2 separate regions of the Danio rerio genome follow, and region 2 is linked to region 1. Evidence: chromatin contacts called from public HiChIP or PLAC-seq data. All regions are on one chromosome and are shown on one strand. Each heading gives the region's core, a stretch centred on a gene start, on an enhancer-like site or on the middle of the called end of the contact. The rest is flanking DNA. Distances are from core to core; before and after follow the strand shown.

What was found. HiChIP or PLAC-seq counts read pairs in DNA pulled down with a chosen protein or histone mark.
Region 2: a contact with region 1 is called in an H3K4me3 HiChIP or PLAC-seq map of embryo, with 2.2 times the contacts expected there. The contact joins the promoter of rusc2 here to the promoter of unc13ba in region 1. A contact is called at or near these places in 2 of 18 Hi-C or Micro-C datasets (caudal fin and an unstated tissue) and 1 of 4 datasets of contacts at active chromatin or transcription factors (embryo).

The regions. Positions count from the first base shown.
Region 1 is chr5:19,790,983-19,796,855 of GRCz12tu, forward strand. unc13ba (unc-13 homolog Ba (C. elegans)) reads left to right here and starts at 3,780. Exons shown (of 42, transcript XM_021476430.3): 1 at 3,780-3,981. The coding sequence starts at 3,960. atosb (atos homolog b) reads right to left here and starts at 554. Exons shown (of 11, transcript NM_001433130.1): 1 at 216-554.
Region 2 is chr5:20,024,376-20,030,248 of GRCz12tu, forward strand. It overlaps rusc2 (RUN and SH3 domain containing 2), which reads left to right and starts at 3,655. Exons shown (of 12, transcript XM_005165191.6): 1 at 3,655-4,049. It overlaps atp8b5a (ATPase phospholipid transporting 8B5a), which reads left to right. Exons shown (of 29, transcript XR_012406786.1): 29 at 1,971-2,969.

The DNA.
Region 1 (5,873 bases), core at 2,530-5,029:
AGGGATCATCTCATCCTTTAATCTGAGGTTTATATTAGAGTTCAGATTAATAAAGCAGCATATATACACGGGATTGATTAGTGAGGTTGCTGAGGTGATTCAAATATTACGGATTCATCTCAGATCCTACGCACAAGGTGAAATGAGACTGATCTATAAATAAATGGTGAAATGAGAGTGATCTAAAGGAGAATGGCAGCACAAAGAGAACTCACCCACAGCAAACATACAACGATGACAATGACAACGGCTGCAGCAGTCAGCAAACTAACATTGCCATCATCTCTGGAGGAAGAGTTTGATCCTATTTTAGACAGGATCTGGAGATCTTCAGCGTAATCGACGTCAAACTGTCTGCGTTGAAATCCCAGTGTGACGAAGGTTTATCTGGCCGATGAGGATACAAGATCCCGCTTTCCAAATGCTGACAAAGCTATTTTGATTGGCTTTCTTCTCCTTTCCACGTCCTATAAGCACCTCTGCCAACGGGCCTTTGCTATTTTTTGCTTAGCTCTTGGTCCAAAGCCGTCGCCCATGAAATTATTCTGTCCCTTTAAAAACAATACTTCCGGGATTTGCTGAAAAATAACTAGGGGGCGGAACGTTCGAACAGCTGAAGGGCTGTCATTTAAGCGATTGGTCGCTTTCCCTATCAAGAACCAATAACAATTGCCTATTTAGGCTATATTTGAATATATTTGAATAACAGTAATATATTACGGCGAAAGAGACTCCTATTGGTTCCGTGAAACGCAACGACTTTTCAAGCCACGCCCATGTACACGTGCTATTTGTTCCTTTTACTCCGCTGGTGGAGAAACGTACAGGACAAAAATAGGGTTTATAGATCGACGGACTGGTAATATAAATATAATGTTTAGTAATACTTGATGATGTAGACCAATTTAAACAAGTAAATAATAACCCTTTTAAGGACAGTGATTACAGTCCGGAATAAATTACTATTTTAAATTTTTTTATTAGTGTTTAAATCTTAGCAAGGCATTATTTGCGCTTAAAATACAGTGAAACATGTGAAACAACACAAAAAATTATTTTGTTTTAAAATGTAACCCATTCTCGTGATGCATAACTGACCTAGTGCTATATATATATATATATATATATATATATATATATATATATATATATATATATATATATATATATATATATATATATATATATATATATATGTGTGTGTGTGTGTGTGTGTGTGTGTGTGTGTATATATGTGTATATATGTGTATATATGTATATATATATATATATATTTTAAACTTTAAGTCGCAAAAACAAACAAATTCATCATTATTTATTTATCATTATCAACTGAGCACTAACAACAAGCAGAAAATGTTAGAAGCAGTTCAGGAGCAAAGAATATAATATAATATATACAATAATATATATTATTATTATTATTATTATTATTATTATTATTATTATTATTATTATTATTATTATTTAAATCTGTGAAATATATTATAAGCCATATAAATACAATTCTTTAAATATAACTGAAAATACATATAAAGAATTTGAATCCAAATAATATTTTTATAAAAACATTTTATCCTGAATTGTGGAGGACGAAACCTGCAAAAGCAATAAATAGATAAATAAGAAAAAATATAAATAAATGAGTAAATAAATGCATAAATTCCTGCAAAAATAAAACAATAAATAAATAAATATGCAAATTAATAAATCAATAAATAAATGCATATAAAACCCACAAGTTCCTGCATAAATAAATATTATCATTATTTTGTTATTATTATTAACTGAGCACCAACAACAAGCAGCAAACCAGCATGTTAGAAGCAGGTCAGAGAATGATATAATAGAAAGTCAGATATTTACTTTTCCCCTATAATAATAATAATAATAATAATAATAATAATAATAATAATAATAATAATAATAATAATCATTATTATTATTGTTGTTGTTGTTGTTGTTGTTGTTGTTATTTAAATACGCAAATATATAAATAAATGAGTAAATAAATACATCAATTCCTGAATAAATAAATACATAAATCGTTATTAGTGCTGGCAGCAAATAAATAAATACATTTCAGGAATGTTGGGGAATAAGAAAATGCTAAACTAAAAGTTTATTTTTTTCCCCTCATTTTAAACCATTATTCACGTAGTTGCATGTTTACTTTTCTTGGGTCAACATGCTAATAAGAGGCTGTCTGTCAATCACCAGAAGCCAGTGAATAAAATCAAATGGAAAGTTTTTCTAAAAATCAACTGATGATGGCATAAAGACCACTTTCTGATAATTGACAGACAGCCTGAGTCCTAATAGTTCACCTATTTTTGCAATGCAGTTATTCTTATTTGCTTTGGAAAGATTTGTCTTTTTGTGAAAAGGTTTTGTTTGGTTTTGTTAATTACAAGACAAAGCCTTTACATAAAAAGAAAACCTATTTCCCTATTCTTCTTATCTTATTAACAAAATTTTATATGCATAAATGTAAATTTATAAACCAAAAACCTTTTTTAAATAGCATTTCTTTCTGAAATGCAGTATTACTTTGAAACTATTTCTAACTCTTTTACAAAGAAAGGCTTTAAAAACAACTGACATTTGTAAATTATATAATCTTTTTCTTTAATGTGTAATGTCTCTTCTGTTTTTTGGTTTTCTTTTTTTTTCAAATTATTTTAACTTTCTTTATAATGTACTGTGATTTGTATCTTTTCACCTTTCGCATACCACCACCACCACCACCAACAACAACAAGTAGTAGTAATAATAATAATAATAACAATAATAAGAAGAAGAAAAAGAAGAAGAAAAAAAAGAAAGACAGACTGCCTCTCATTAGCATGTTGACCTGAGGAAAAGTAAACAAGCAACTACATGAATAATGGTTTCAATGGGGAAAAAAAACAACCTTTCAGTTTAGCATTTACTTATTCCCCCATCATTCGTGTTATATATTTATTTAAGTAGGAAGTTGTGGATTTTCGATATCATTTATTCATTTCTTTGCATATTTCTTTTTTTATTTATGCAGGAATTTATAGATTTATTTACTTGTTTATTTATATATTTGCGTATTTATTTATTGTTTTATTCATGCATGAAATTATGGATTTATTTACTCATTTATTCATATTTTTGCGTATTTATTGATTCATTTATTTCTTTATTGTTTTTGCTTGTTTCGTCCTTCTAACCAGATCCTTGCACAGGTATTTAGGTGTTGCTCGGGTAAAAGCATTTATTCAAATCAAGTTAACAGAGTGCTTAGTTTCACGGCTACTTGGAAACAAATGTGAATGTAAATATTTTTAAAATGTTTATTACGAAGTAGCATGTGTTAAACGCGAGATGGCGCAATGGCACTACAGAAACATCAGACATAAATCCTTTCGTCAGTTCAACAGGCTGCACACACAGACTGAGACTGTTAAGTTTAGTATAATAAAGGTGCAGCATTTAAATCAGAAATTAAACATTACCAGTCAGCCATTTTTTTCCTTCAAAAATAGCCTAAAACACACGTTAAATATTAATATTTAATATGTTGCAAATAATTATAGGCATACATATCTACAAAAATAGCAGGATTTGTTTGTTTTAAATGAATATGATGATGCAGATGTTGTCAAATATGCAGGTTAAAGAGGGCATTACACACCTGTGCGGATAAAAAACGTTATCCGTCGCATCATCTTGTAGTCCCGCCCACTCTCTCCTTTTGATGAAGTTGATTGGCTCCTGCTTATGTCACTAACGCCATGGGGACGCAGAACACAGTTCTCCTGGCGCGTTGCGAACACAGTCGCTATTTAACTCTAGTCTATTATGATGATGAATTCAACAAACTACGATATTTGTTCGCAACTTAAAATATCCTTTCGAACGGGGAGGAAATAAAGTGCCAGAAGAGGTGATAAAGTCATAAATGTACAGTGTGGACTAAAATCTCAGCAATGTCTCTTCTTTGTGTGCGAGGTAAGTATTTGGGACCTTGAAATATTTACTTTTTATAACATTGTCTTCCCGTTTGTCTGTGTTTACGTGCTTCTGGTTTAAAATGTGCTGTAATTTTAATTGTATGAAAGCGGTTGGAGCAACAGGTAACAGTAACAGGTGTAAGCTATAATAATTACATACACCTGTTCTATACACAAGAACGGGTGTAACTTTCGATGAACACCTAAATGTATCACTGACTCGTATGTGTGTTACTGTGGATCTGAGGCGACTCATCTTCTGTTAATGCGCTTAACGGGTTTTCCCCGCTGTTAAGGCACCGCATATGCTGTGATCACCTGTCTGATTGTCCCACTGTACGCTTTGATTTTGTATGACATCAAGCATTCCCAAAGGATTATTCAGTTTCCTGCAGGATATGACATGATTGTGGGTGTTTCTACTTTAAACTGTGAGCTCTAAAATAAGATATTTGTTGCGAAAAGCTATGTCGACTGGACTGTAATTTGTAGGCTAAATGAAACTCCTAAAGTTGGCGGCTCATTCCTCTGTGGCGACCCCTAATGAATAAAGAGACTAAGCCAAAGGAAAATGAATGAATGAATAATCTCTTAATAGGGCCTGCTATTCCATATCTGTTGTTGACAGAAGATCCAGTCCATGTTCAGTCAGTCATTTTGTAAATTACAGAATTAGAGTAGAACTAACTTTTGCCATTCAGTGAAAAATAATATATACTTGTTGGTGGAAATTAGTTGGATTTTGCTTTTTAGTATCGTTTTTGTTTCCAAAAAACTTTGGAGTGGTTGCAAGATTGATATGGCACTTCCTGTTTCACACAAGTAGTAAATAGTGATGCTCCGATTGATCGGCCAGACATCGTGATCGGCCGATAATCACATTTCATGACTCGATCCGTACTTGCTAATCTGGCCAATCTTATGAACCGATCACAATTGTTTGTTTATGATTAGTTTACACATCAGAACTGATTGTTCTGTGCTTTCAACAGTATTGCAAGTTCATTAAAACCTTGCTGGAAATATAAGAGAAATATAAAAAAAAACATAAAAATGATTTTTAACTTGAATATTTAATAATATAACTTATTGTAATAAACAGTATAGAAATATTTTCTATTAGTAAAGAAGTAATGAGATGATAGATGTGCGTTTTAACTTTTTATGTATAAAATATGTGCTCCAAACTTCCATCATTTGCAATGTTTCCAAATTGCTTTGTCACTCATTTTTGATACCATTTTCTTGAATCTGTTTAATCTATTATTTTCTGTAAAGCTGCTTCTGGCCGTGACATGTCCACACTAAATAGTTATTAAGAGATTTGTTTAAGGAATTTCATGCAACATCTTTAATTTATTCTCTTAGGTAAAGTGATATCTTCACTTACTTATCATACTTTGAGGGAAAATGCACTTTATACATTATAAAGCTTGAAGCATCACAATCGGTACTTGGTATCTTCCGATCACATTGACAAGGAATTGGTACACTGTATCGGCTGCAAAAATCTTGATCAGAGCATCCCTAGTAGTAAAGTTGTTATATATTATGCTTTTTGTTTAATATTACATGTCATTGTGTACATTGTAAATTTCGAGTTTACGCAGACTTTAATGTAGCAATTTAAGGGCACCTAAAGGGCAATTCATCTGTAAAAACATTGCATTCCCTTTTATCACATTTCTCCAACACATTGTTTATGCTACTAATATTAGGCCTGTCACAATATCTATTTTTTTTTGTTGTGCGATATATTGCACCAAAATGTGCTAAACAATATTATTGTCATTTTAAGGCCATTTTATGCTCTCATTATATAATGCCAGAATGACAATATAATATCAACACAATGCAGGTACACTCTTCCAAAGAACACATCATATTTTA
Region 2 (5,873 bases), core at 2,405-4,904, 230 kb after region 1:
TCGAATGTTAGCATTCGATTGAATGGGCATTATCAGTGATTATCAGCTGATAAATATGGGCCAGTAGGGGCGTTCTGCACCTACTGGTAGGCTCAGAAGGCTGTTATCATCCATCCACATTGTTAACCAGCTATACTAATAAAGAAGATTCCAGATCCAGATCTGTTTTTACATTACTGTGATGATTGAATTTAGGGTTGTGGTAGAGGTCAATGTTTATAAAATACAATTAATGGCAAATTTAACAAACAATATAAATAATTCTTGTGGTTAATCAGCTATATTAATAGAGAAGACTGCAGATTTAGATTTGTTTTTACATTACTGTAATGGTTGGGTTTAGGGTTGGGGTAGGGGTAGATGTTTATAAAATACAGTTAAAGGGAAATTTAATAACTAACATAAATAATTTCCGATAACTTACGGCCGCTGCCATATTTGATCTATAGCTGATTAACCATGTGGACGGATGATAACAGCCTTCTGAGCTTACCAGTAGGCACAGAAGGCCCCTACTGGCCCATATCTCTCAGCTGATGACCACTGATAACGCTCATTTAGTCGAGTGATAACATTCGAATCTGCCATTTTTCTGTGTGTAGATTCAGTCATTTTATGTTTTTGTGGTGATGAATAATTATTTTCAATGCCTTCAAAGTGAAATAAGTGAACACAAACATTAGAGGCTGAGAAAAATGCTAATATTATAAAATGAATAATTCAACAAGGCTTTGGCATCTGAACTCTTCATATTATCTTTCATGTAATATGACTGCTGTTCAAAGACTAACTGAGGTCTTCGGCAATTTGAGCCTTACTTCCTGCCATGGAAACACTGTCAAACACTGTAGTGTTTCTGAGGCCAGGAAGAGATTTGTCAGCATGTCAAGATGTACAGTAGGTTCTGTGCTGCGAAAGCAAGATCTGCTTAGTATGCACCTCCAAAGGTTTAGACTCAAATTGATGATCAACAACATTATTACTGCTCATAACACTGTCCCGAGGAAGCCTCTGGAACTGAAATTCAGATACAGTGCTCAGCATAATTAAGTACAACCATTTTGAAAATGAATATTTTTATTTATTTCTCAGTAAATATAGGCAATGCATTTTGGTACATTTAAACAAAAAATATTTATTAAACAGATATATTTTTTTAAATAATATTTTAGTAACTAAACATATTTAGAAATTAAAAGATAATACAATCCAATTAAAGCTTCAATTTTTCCTTTTTTTTTTTTTTTTGCTTCTCTTGATTTTTCCTATTTTTATTTTATTTGTATTTGATATTTTTCTATAATATAAAAATGTGGGTGTACTAGTTTTTGGACTCTTAACTTATGTCGTTAGATAAGCTACAGATTTGGTTTCAGTACTGACTAATCTAATGTATATGCACAAATATTTTATTGTATAGCTTCCTGTTAAAAATAAATGACTTTAAAAGATAGATTTGTGAGGGGTGTACTTATATATGCTGAGCACTGTATGCAACTGGTCTATGGCTTATAATGCATGTCAAAAACCAAATGACAATCTCAACGGTCTGCACCATCTGACCAATCAGAGCAGAGCAGGCTCTCAAAAAAGTGGGGTTTAGAGAGCCCATGCTGTGAGTAAAGAAGTGATTTAGATTCAAGTAAATTTATTGTCGAAGACCTCTAAAACAAAATGATTTCATTTACTCGCCCTTTACTTGTTTCAAACCTCTATGGGGTTCGTTCGTCTGTTAAAGACTAAGGAAGCCATTTTATAGAAACCTGTAACCATTGACTTCAGTAGTATTTGTTTTTCCTACTGTGGAAAATGATTGATTGGATTTACGCATTTTTATAAGTTATATGGGTTTAATTGAAACAAATAAATTAAATTTAGTTATGTTCAACTTAATTTGTCAATTTAAATTCAACCTATATAAATTGTTTGCAACCTTAGTAAATGAATCCATTTCTTTAATGTGATTGCAGGTTTTCAGCCTTCTTCAAAACATCTTCTTTTGTTTTTAAAAGAAGAAAGAAACTCATAAAGGTTTGGAACTACCTTGAGGTAACTGTCCCTTCAAGAACTCTTAAAATAGCATAAAGGGGACATATTTAAAATGAAAAATAATTATTGGAGGAACTTCATTGACTGTAGCTCTATAGCTAATTGTTGCGATCTGGCAATTTCAGTTAACTAAAATCCCTGTCACATATATTTCTATGGTGTCTATGATATCATATCTCTAGGAGGTCAAAAATTCAACCAACCATTTTTTTGCCATATTTATATTACCATTTTTTGATCCTTCTCTGGCCTTTGGAATGAAAATGTACTTTTAGAAACTCGAGAGCCTTTTAATCATGTGAAATGAGAAGCAATGCTGAAGCATGGTCCTCATATACTGTAGTTCAAATAGGACTGACGTGATCAAGGACCTTGATATAAATAAAGCCAGCCGCTCATTACTTATTTTAGGATCTGCTCAGCAAGTTGATGCAGAGTCACATATGCTTCAGTAATCTAACGCCAGAAAAGGCACAATGGTTTAATTCATATACCATACACTAAACTTTACAGGTTTGTTACAAGCTAGTCATCTTATTGTATATTTTAGGTGCTTCTCTTCATTATTTCACTGACTGTGGTGTGTGTCTCTGTGTGTGGGTCTGTGTGGGTGTGTATGTAATGAATTTTTACATCACGATCGCAGCTTGCTATGCATACTTTTTTCTGAAATCTTCACAAAGACTATATCCCAAAGATTTCCATTTGAAAACACAAAGGAAAATAAATTTTTTATGTAACAGATTTTTAATGCACTTCAAATGAAATGAAGAGAGCAATTTGAACATATTCATTGTATCCAGTACACAAAAACACTTCTGGATAATCAGCTCTATTTGTGTACATTATGCCTGAACTATGCATTTTTTGTAAAAGCAAAACTATTTTGTACAAATAAAATACTTTTATACTTTTTAAAATTTTGAATCTGCATTTTTACACTTTTTGAGTCTGTTCAGTTATGCACTGCTGTAATAAGTTCTGTATACTCCATTTAAGATGAAGTAATGCGATATTTAATTAACTCATTACCTTCAAAACTCTCTTCAAATGAGTTGAATTAACTTTCAATACATTTTGAGTAAAGTTGACTGTTGAGTTTTATAGAGTAGACAAACATATCAGATCGGTTATTGGCTTCAGTTTTTATCATCCCAGCTTGCTGTCTAAAATCAAACATTTCTTAAATCCCACCATACTAGAGATGACTGTCCACGCTTGAAGAATGTTTCAGAAAGCATCTAAGACAAAAACAGAATTCAAAAAAAAAAAATAAACAAGTAAATGACAGGATGAGAGTGTGGTTTAACGTCACAAAAATCAGATGAGGGCTTTTCTTTTTCTGAATTGCTTTTTAAATTTGTCAGTAGGGTTTAGGGAAGGGGGAGAGCGGGTCTTTTTAATATTTTTTCTTTTTAATTATATATTTTTATATGCAATGATATTCATACATGTCTATGTGCCCCAAATATCCAAACACTTTTTGCAGCAACTGCAATCCCTGTTTTTCCTAACTAAAATTAGGTGGACCCTCCAGACAGACGGGCCCTTAGTCCATTCATGGGACACGCCAGCTATTTAACTCTCAGTGCTGAGAGTGAAGGCAGGCTTTCTTCCACCGAACAATGAGAAACGCAGTGACCGGAGAGTAGCCTAAACAAAGAGCTGCCTGCAGGGCACCAGCAGTCCAACACCCCAACCCGCCCTCACGCTATCAAGCCACAGTTTCCAACCCCTCTCACCTGGACCCAAACAGAAGTGGTTTGTGACCCCCATCACCGTAAAGATGCCCAAAAGTCAGCATTCTACGGACGCGCAGTTTGTGTGAGCGCGAGGGCGGGCGCGCGCATCATCTGACGTAGCGCCGTCCACGTCTCTCAGCGCTGCGCTGCTGTTGCGCTCAGTATCTTCACCACAAAATCAACCCAAACGTCAAGATTGTTCACCGTGGTTTGACATCCTGATATTTGGGAGCCGTAGACATGACATTTATCGTCAATGTGAGTATAAACGTGCCGCTGTTTTCATCATTTGAAAGGAATGTGGTAAACATGGTGCGGTGGAAGCTAACCGGACTGCCCGCTGGCAAATCTTACATCATTGCTTCTGAATCATATTAAACAGAGATTGTGGTTTTATTAGTTATTAACGCGACATTAATGAGGGTTGTGTTGTTTTTAAATGATAACGTTTAGATACTGGCGTTTTTGACGTTTGCGCGTGCACCGTTATGTCCGCTCACATACGCCCGTTTTAATGCGTTCATCGTTCATGCGTTAACATTAAAGGTCGGCATGATGGGCTTTTACTGTAATACAGATGATTTTCCAAGCTTTTAGAATAGCGATTTATGATCATCATTACACAAAAGAAGCACCTTGGGATAGAAAAACAGACAGGCAGTTCGTTGTTTTCATGCTGATTTGACATCGTTTATTTATTTATATGTCAATTAGGCCTTCGCTGTTTTGGTGCATTACATGTAAGTGAAGAAAAGATGATCATAGAGCTGTTAAAATCAGAAAATAGGGTGACAGATACAGGGCGTGCTGCTGTTATGTCAAATGTGCCATCGTGATTCGCTGAGGGCGCGCGCGTGTGAGGCCTGTGTTTGCGCATATCGATCACAGCACCAGCGGTTTCATAATAAACACAGGCACATCATCTCCTCAAATCTCTGGCCTGCACACATTTTATTATAAGCGATACGAATTATCGAATAAACACTGCATTGAACAGCATATAAAGGCCTTTTAATGTACACGCTCTGTATTTGATTGTTGAAGGCTGCTCATATGGGAGATTGTTCAGTATACTTTTTTTCTGTACCACAATATGATTGTAAAGAAATATGCCGTAATAATTGCATTGAAGAATATTATAAAATAAGTAGTTTTTTTTGTAGTTTTATAAAGTGTCATTATTGTGGTGGTTATTATTGTAAAAACAGGTCAAGTTTCTTTTTATTTTATGTATGTTGACTTGTAGATTACTTGCTGCGTAAGCAAGGGCAAGGGTTTCTCTTTTTCCAGAAAAAAAGAAAAGAAAAAATCACATTAGACTACACATACCATATCCACCTGCATTTGTTGATTATGTTATAAATAAATGCAGGGCAAACATGTACAAACATTTCTCTTTTTTTTAACCCAATAGTTGAATTTGTCTCAGCACTTTTAGAGCGCATGCAGTATCATAGAACATTCATGTGCTTATCAGAAGCCTCTAAAGAAGACTTGCAGTAAAGTTGTCATGAAATCAAAATTTACATTATTTACCTTAACTCGCATTGATATTCTTGAGGTGAAAATTGAATCTGTTTAATCCAAAGAAAAATTTTTAAATCTGCAAGTTAATCCACTGTAAATATTGTCTTTGTTATCTGTAATCAAAATGTATGCTGAAAAACTACATTAGCCTCTTAATAATTCTGCACTAGGCATGGTACTATAACCGGTCTCAAGGTTTACTGAGATTTGGAAATTTCAAGGTTTTTAAACCATCAAAGTTTTCTTTAATACCATTTCTAAGGTATATGTAAGTTTTGTTTGTTTTTTAGATGTTTTTCACAACTACACTGAAAAAAAATATTCAAAGATTGTTCTTTTGCATTTACAAGTTTTTGTTAAGTTTAATGTTTGTAACAAGTTACTTGGGCTGAATTTAAACAAACAAATTAAGTTGAACATTACTAAATTTACTTTAAGTTCAACACATAAATTGTTTGCAACAGTTTTGCAGACACCCCTTTTCAGTGTATTTTATCTATTTTTTTATGGCAATAGTATTTCAAGCAGGAAAGAAACCCTTACATTAAAAGCTAC